Linked DNA regions of Gossypium hirsutum: region 2 is linked to region 1. Evidence: chromatin contacts called from public Hi-C data. All regions are on one chromosome and are shown on one strand. The core of a region is the stretch at or near the end of the contact, and the rest is flanking DNA. Distances in the headings are between cores, read along the strand shown.

Region 1 (4,105 bases), core at 1,031-3,530:
GAAGAAAGGAAGAGAGAAAGCTTCAAAACAAAAAAGGAAAATGAAATGTTTTTAGAAGAAAAGCTTTCTGAAGATTGAAATCGTCAACTAGGCAGTGAAATGATAGAAAGATAGGATGACAGATTTCAGCAAATTCTAATTGGGCACTGGTTCGGCACATTAAATGTCGTTCTAGATTATTCTATAGTAATATTTAGATATTTTGCTTAGTTTTTGGCCATATGAAATCTTCTGGGCCGTTTATTGAAAGTTTATTTATTTTATTTTGGGCCTTTTACAATATTGGGCCGCTTTCTTAGGTTAATAGATATGTACTATTATTCTTCGCAGTTTGTTTTATCTTATTAATACAAGCCCAATCTGAAAATAATTTCATATATATATAATAATTGATAGAAAAATTAGTTATGTTTAATTTAATAAAAATAATCAGTTAAGTAATTTCATTCTAATAAGGACTTTAATGTTAATGTTAGTGGTGATGGTAATATATTTTATTAATATTTTAATCTATTAGAAATTTCACTTTAATGATAACTTTAATTTTAATGCTAATAAATTTATTGATACTTTATTTTAATTAAAAAGGATTGAATAAGTAATTTTAAAAATTTTAACAATAAATATATCATAGTTTTAGAATGTATGTGCATGTATGGATGGATGGATTATAGAGATTTTAAATTGGCATAATACTCTTTTCGAAAGGTTAGTAGTTAACTTTAACTTAATAAAAGAATAAGAGTTAAATTGACGAAAAATATAAACGTTGATGTCTAAATTTGACATTTTAAATTAATCTCAAACTTCAAAGCAATATGATTGAGTTTCAAAGTATGATATCATATCAATTAGGTCATTGTCAATTTGAACCTTAAATAAATTGAAATATGACATGATCAAAATTTTATTGTGTTTAAAATCTTAAACTTTAAATCCGAAACTAGCCTTAAATCCTAAAACACATCGTATCTAAATTGACTTATAACGTCCAAGCTAACAAAATAATTTAATTGATATGGTATTAATATTTTGAGACTCAATAAAGAATTTTAAAGTTTGAGATGAATATAAAATTGAATCATAGTCTAGGGAGATATGTGCAATAAACCTATTTTTAAGTGGCCCGTTTATTGCCCTATAAACAAGGTATTAAAAGAGGAATTAGTTGGTTTTGTAATTTAATAATTAGGGCTTTGACAAAACAGAACAAAACGTGTATAGATTCCCTGGAGGGGAGGTTTCCAAGGTCACCCACCTTGAGCTTTGGGCTCTGTCTCAGCATTTTTGAATCCTTTAAGCTTTAAACGCCATTAGGTAGGCTCACATTTTTATTTTCCTTTTGATAATTATAATAGTAGTATAATTTAAGAGTTAAAAAGATTTGCAGTAGGGGCAAGGGCAGGTTTTGAGTCAGGCTAATGGTTGAAATTGTGTTCATTCACATGGGGTTTTCACCTCAAAGTTAGGGACATTACTTACAGATTTTGAGTATTTCTTGGCTTATTGTTATTACACCTTTTCTTTTTATCTGCCACATGGATGCTGAAATAATGAGTGTCTTGGTAAGGTCTGGAAAAAAGAGGCTTCATTTTGAAGGATGTTCATTTCATGTGCTCATTTATGTTTTAATGGACATTGCTTACTAATATGATAAAAAAATTTCTCTTATCATTAACAAATTTCTTAATTTAAACTGACTTGATGGGTTCAAGTCATTAAAGCCTGGAGACATATCCCTGACACAAGCATTGGTTTAGGCTAACAAGCAAGCAAACAATGAAGTGAACATAATTTATTTTAAGAAAAAAAAAACCGAAATCTCCATTAAGGGATTCACATTTCACAATTAAGGTTGAATTCTAGATTGATCAGGTAAGGACAAGGAGCAGATGATGCATCTGTATGGACTTCTTGCTTTGATTTATAATTAAAGACAACTTCTTCCTCTCTTTTCTTATAGAACAAAAGATGAGACTAATCTTGTTAATCGTGTACCATAAATTGCTTTTTATGTTATACTATAATTTTGGCCATAGTCACCTGTTTTGAAGAATGAGAAATCCCAGGTTAAGAATCATGGGTGGAGAGAGGTAAAACAGAGTAATTGATGGGTGATTTTATTTTACCAATTGGGGATTTTCCTTGAAACAGTAGTTCATGAAAATTTGAAATCAAATTTGTTTCTTCTTTGAGAAAAGAGAAGTGTTAAAAGAAAAAAGAATCCAAGATGCTTGCTTGACTAGCCCAAAGGTTTGGCTCAAATTCCAAAAATAAACCAACCCAGTCTAGTAATCATTTTGAGGAAAACAATGCAAAAACACATGGTGCATCTGTTCATAAGTACTCTAACAAAACATATTCAAAAAGATTACAAGGAAAAAACAGAACCCCGAGGTGAAGGTAGTGATGGTGGTGTGGTGTGTGAGTTCCAAATGGTTTCTTTATCTACCCTTTTCTTGCTTGCCTGCAAAGGAAATATAGTTGTAGAAATAGTATTAGACTAATAGCACTAGAAGCTCAAGTAGACTGCGTTTTAGATAAGCAAAAAAAAAAAAAAGAGAGAGAGAGAGAGAGAGACCCAATGCAAAACTAAGAGAGGAGTGGTTTGGGATTTGAGGCAATATTGGCAATGCCAATGCCGAGGCAGTCCAAAAACTACAAGCAGCAGGCAATGCCAAGGCAATCTTTGACCACTCACCTTCACTATTATCGCCTTCTACTTCTATCACTCTTCTTTACACTTATACCTAATGCTGTTTTTGCAGCCAACAGTGAAGCTATTGCATTACTATCTTGGCTTCATAGCACCCCTTCACCTCCTTCACCACTCTCCAACTGGCATCCTTCAGACCCCAACCCCTGTACCTGGTCTTATATCACTTGTTCTTCTGAAAATTTCGTCATTGAAATCAATATCCAGTTTGTCCAGCTAGCTCTTCCCTTTCCTTCCAGTCTTTCATCCCTTCCTTCCCTTCAGAAGCTGGTCATTTCTGGTGCTAATCTCACTGGAACTATCCCACCTGATATTGGAGACTGCTTGCAACTAACTGTCATCGATGTCAGCGCAAACAGTCTCGTTGGTAGCATTCCTTCAAGTATTGGAAAGCTCCACAACCTGCAGGACTTGATTTTAAACTCCAACCAGCTCACTGGGGAGATCCCAGCAGCCATTGGTGAATGCAGCAGCCTTAAGAATCTCCTAATATTTGACAACTATTTAAGTGGGATCCTTCCAGTTGAACTTGGTAAACTGTCAAATCTTGAAGTTATACGTGCAGGTGGGAACAAGGACATTGCAGGAAGAATCCCAGAAGAGATTGGAGACTGCCAGAACCTGAAGGTGTTGGGCCTTGCTGATACTAAAATCTCTGGTTCAATTCCTGTTTCACTAGGTAAGCTAACCAAACTCCAAACTCTATCAGTATATACCACCATGCTTTCAGGTGAGGTTCCACCACACATAGGCAACTGTTCAGAGCTTGTGGACTTATATTTGTATGAGAACGATCTCTTCGGGTCACTTCCACCGGAGTTGGGTAAGCTCCAGAAGCTGGAGAAGTTGTTGCTGTGGCAGAACAACTTTGAAGGGAGTATTCCTGAGGAAATAGGGAACTGCAAAAGCTTGATGACCATTGATCTGTCCTTAAATTATTTTTCTGGTAGCATACCCCACTCATTTGGCAACCTCTCTAATCTTCAAGAGCTCATGCTTAGTAACAACAATATCACTGGCACTATACCACCAATTCTATCTAATGCCACAAGCCTAGTACAGTTACAGCTTGATACTAATCAGATATCAGGCTCTATTCCGGTAGAGCTTGGGACATTAACAAAGCTCACGGTCTTCTTTGCGTGGCAAAACAAACTTGAAGGAAGCATTCCAGCAGCATTAGCTAGTTGGAGGAGCCTCGAGGCTCTAGACTTGTCACATAATGCACTCACTGGTAGCTTACCCTCCGGTTTATTTCAGCTTCAAAATCTAACAAAGCTTCTCTTAATTTCTAATGACATTTCGGGCACAATCCCTCCGGAGATTGGCAATTGCAGTTCCCTTATTAGAGTCCGGCTTGTTAATAACAGAATCAGCGGAACGATCCCA
Region 2 (4,105 bases), core at 938-3,437, 270 kb before region 1:
AGAAGCAAAAAGGTTATGCTACTGCTGTATTTTGAATTAGAAGAACCAACTGCCCAGTTTAAAACGTATCCGTAAGTACAGACTATGTTTCTTTTTACTCTCAAAATGGCTTTTCCACTTGTGAAAGCTACCAGGCCACCCGAACAAAGATGGAAGTTTGGTAAAGAAATCCAGTGAATCAGGCCTGTTGAACCATTGTTTATACTTTAGACTCTCTGCAACTTAACAAACTTTAGCTACATGTTTAAAACATTTACATAATAACTAAAAATGAATGATGTGCTCATTGCAGTCCATGCTAGACTTGTGCAATTAACTATCAATTCAGTGCTAATGGCAGATGCAAGCGTTTCACATAGTTCAATCATGTTAGAACAGATCAACAAAATCACAACCATCAAAACCTTTAAAATTCAACAAAATCATGCAATGCGATTTAGCCTAAAAACATTCAAGAAATCAAACCGAAACCTACCATAACTCAAATCTAACCTTACGTTTATACTTAAGAACTTAAAACTAACCTAAAAACATTGAATTCTCTGTTGAAATCTCAACTCTTCCTCACATAGACAATAAGAAATCTCATTAGCACGGTAAATCTAACCTGAAAAACAACAAGAAATCTTAAAAATCTCGACTCTCTCTAACCCAACGAACATGAGCATAGTTTTAAAAATGAGGAAATCATTAGAAATTAAGTTTCATGGATAGAAAATCATTAAATTAGGTTACATCACCATTGCCTAGTTGGATTTTCCAGAAATCAAAGTCAAGAACAATCAAGAAAACGATCTCCCTTCTTTTCCATATTCTTACAAAAATAGAAAAAAAAATGGAAAATCATGTTTTGATCTTAAAAACATGGAAAATTTTCCTAAAAATAAAATTTTCAAAATTGATTGATAAGATTCAAAAGCTTAAAAAATTATTGAAAGATTTGAGAGATATTTTGAAAGAAAATGTAGAGCAAATTGTGTTCGTGAAATGAAATGGTTGTTCAATATTTCAAAAACAAAATCTAATTTTCCATGGCATTAAATAAAAAAATTGAATTTTGAATTTTAAATTTTATAGCAAAACACACTTTTGAAGAAACATATCATGTGTTTCCCAAACATCATCCATTTCCAATTTCTACCAAATCAAATCCTATCTAGAAAGTAGAATAAAATTATTCGATTTCCATAAAAAAAAAGACCCATTAACGATCTACGTCTATACAAAAAAGATTCAACTAATTCAACAAACTAGAAGCGATAAAGAGCATAGTTAGAAAAATCAGCAAAAGAAATCAAAGCATAGGATGGGAGAAAATGGAGGGGCAGACGTACTGTTCAACTAAGATGTTGCCTTCAGAGTTGGCGAATAACACCGCGAGAATCATGGCGATGTATCTCCCTCTCTCAGATACTTCCTTTTTCTCTTGAGGCAGGGAGACGGAGATCAGCGAAGTTGCTCCTGCTTTGTTCTGTGTCGTCAATTGCCGTTTTCTTTCCCATTTTCCTTTCTTTATTTTGCGTTTAGTTCGGTCGGATCAGATGTCGAGTCGGATGGAATTTTGTATTGTTGTTATACTTTTAGAGGTATTTAGAGAAACTATTTCTAAAAACGCCATTATAGAACGACTTATTACGGCATGTTTCTTTTAGCCCCACTAATAGTATATATTTGTGGCGTTTTTTAATACAAACACCATTAAGAGTTTAACTTTTGCAGTGTTTTCGCTCTAAACGCCACTAAAAACGCGCTTAATTTGCTGTAGCGTAACTTTTTTCATTCTAGGTTTGCAAGGCTCTTCGATGTAAAGATGATAGAGTTTGAAGCATGGTCAGCTAGCCTCCACCGACTATGGGATAGTTTAAGGTCAATACAAATAAAGCTCTTATGACTTCAGGGAATTTATTAGGGATCAAAATGGTCAATGGATGCTAGGATTTGCAAGTTGAATTGTGAAAGAAGCAGAGATTTGGGGAGCTTTTGACGACCTAACCCAAGCTTGTTCCATTGGTGTTCGAAGAGTTTTGTTTGTTGCTGATGTGGATTATTTTGGTATTGCAGTCTGGTTTTCTGTGCCTGATTGCGAACAAGCTAATCAAGTCGAAGATATACAACGACTACATCCTAGTGTATATCTTCTCCCCGAGGCTTGTTAACTCATACACTCATCTTTCTTCACGGTTTTGAGGAACGATGCAACTTTCAACAGTTTCCATATACATTGCTACGTTTACTTAATTTTGACTACCGTTTTGTAGGTTCATCTGGCTCCAAGTGGTTATCTAAAATTACGTAAAAAGACATCACAAACAGACTTTTTACATCCATTGTAGTGGCGGTGAGGAAGAAGAAGGAAATAGTGAAGGAGAGGAGTACGAAGGTCATTTCAAACTCAAAGAAGGTAGTGATGGTTTATTAATGTTCTTCATTGAACAATAACAAAAAAGAACAAAAAAACAGAAACATAAAAGATGGAAGAAGAGAAGAGGAAATGACTGTTGGAGTTTGGAAAAGTCATGCCATTGACACTCATTGGGTTAATGTGTGATTGTTAATAAATAGCAGATAATTCTAACGAGTTATTTTTTTTGAGTGATTAAATTGAGAAAAAAATTTAGAGCAATTAAAATAGGACAAACATTATTTTAGATTAACTATGGGTGTAGTTTACCCAATAATTTTGTTAAACTAGCTTTATTTGATAATATGTTTTGATATAACAAATAAAATGCTTTTGAATAAAATTTAAAGTTGAACAAAATTGGCAAAATGATAAAATTAAATTAAAACGGCTTCAATTGAGCTAAACATTTTCAATCAAGTTAAAACTGTTTAAAAACAAGTCAGTATTGTTCCAGGCTAAAAAGTATCGATAGTTTTCAAAATATTGATACTCATTCTAAAATCAGTACCAATTTGACATTCTATTTTCAACCAATTCAACTAAGTACCGATCGAGTATTGATAATTTTCATATGGTATTGATAAAAGCTCATTGGTATCAATACCTTTAGCTCCAACGGTCACTAAACTTTGCATTAAATGTAAAAATTATTGATACTTTTTTAGCTAGTATCGATACTCGTTGTTGCAAATGAATTAAATGTACTAGTTTTCACATCCCCAATGGCTCTATTCATATCTCCAACAACAACAATAGTTGTAAATCAATTAAGGGATATAAATATCAGCTTCCAAAGATCCTACAACAAAAAGAGAGATCATCAAGCTTAAATATTAATAAAAAAACAACCTTAGTGCTTAATTCTTTCATGCTTTTCTTGTACACACTTGTGAGCTTTCATTGTTATTGAGTTGCAATCTTAAGATTTTGGGTAGAAATCTTAAGGGAGATTATAAGGTTAAACATTATCCTTAAAGGTTATCAAATTAGTGAATTTGGAGAAATACTTAGTTGTGGAAAGCTAAGGTAGTAGAGTAGGCAATTGGGGCCAAACCACTATAAATTGTTGTGTTCTTTATTGAATATGTTTTGCTTCCACAATTTTCTTAAAGGTCAACTCACCTTCCCTTGGCGATTTCGAGTTGGTCATTTGAGCTAGTCTCTGAAAATGGTTTAACAACCAAGAGAAGATCTTCAGAGAAGTTTAAACAATCAGCAACTCATTCTACAACAGTGACAACTACTTCTGGGTCAATTTTCTTTGGTGAGTCTCAACCTATCTCTAAACCTCCTTATTTCACTGGTGCTAAGTATTCTTAATGGAAAACAAGGATGATGTTGTTTATCCAAGCAAATAGTCTTTCCTTATGAGACATTATTATGAATGGTCATTTAATTCCATTCAAACAAGAATGAGAGCTTTTAGTTCCAAAAAAAAAAAGTAATAGAATGAGGAAGATATGAGAAGCATTTTACTCAATGCCAAGACAATGCACATTCTATTTTGTGCACTTGGCCTGGATGAGTATAGTAGAGTTCCGTCTTATTCAAATGCCAAGGAGATATGGGCCAAGTGAAGAAGTCTAAAGTTGGAATCTTTACGCTCAACTACGAAACTTTCAAGATGAAGCCCGAAGAGGATATTAAGGCAATGCCGATCAGTTTACAATTATCATAAATGTTTTGAAGTCTTATGGAAAG

What was found. A called contact is a pair of places that touch in the nucleus more often than the background predicts.
Region 2: a Hi-C map of leaf shows a contact between it and region 1, with 2.0 times the contacts expected there. The contact joins the promoter of LOC107954924 here to the promoter of LOC107954929 in region 1. A contact is called at or near these places in 3 of 34 Hi-C or Micro-C datasets (all in leaf).

What each region holds. Positions count from the first base shown.
Region 1 is chrD07:30,201,343-30,205,447 of Gossypium_hirsutum_v2.1, reverse strand. It overlaps LOC107954929 (LRR receptor-like serine/threonine-protein kinase RGI2), which reads left to right and starts at 2,280. Exons shown (of 2, transcript XM_016890621.2): 1 at 2,280-4,105. The coding sequence starts at 2,633. It overlaps LOC107954928 (a long non-coding RNA gene), which reads right to left and starts at 316. Exons shown (of 2, transcript XR_001699756.2): 1 at 1-316.
Region 2 is chrD07:30,474,880-30,478,984 of Gossypium_hirsutum_v2.1, reverse strand. It overlaps LOC107954924 (TSET complex member tstD), which reads right to left and starts at 2,187. Exons shown (of 4, transcript XM_016890618.2): 1 at 1,335-2,187. The coding sequence starts at 1,387.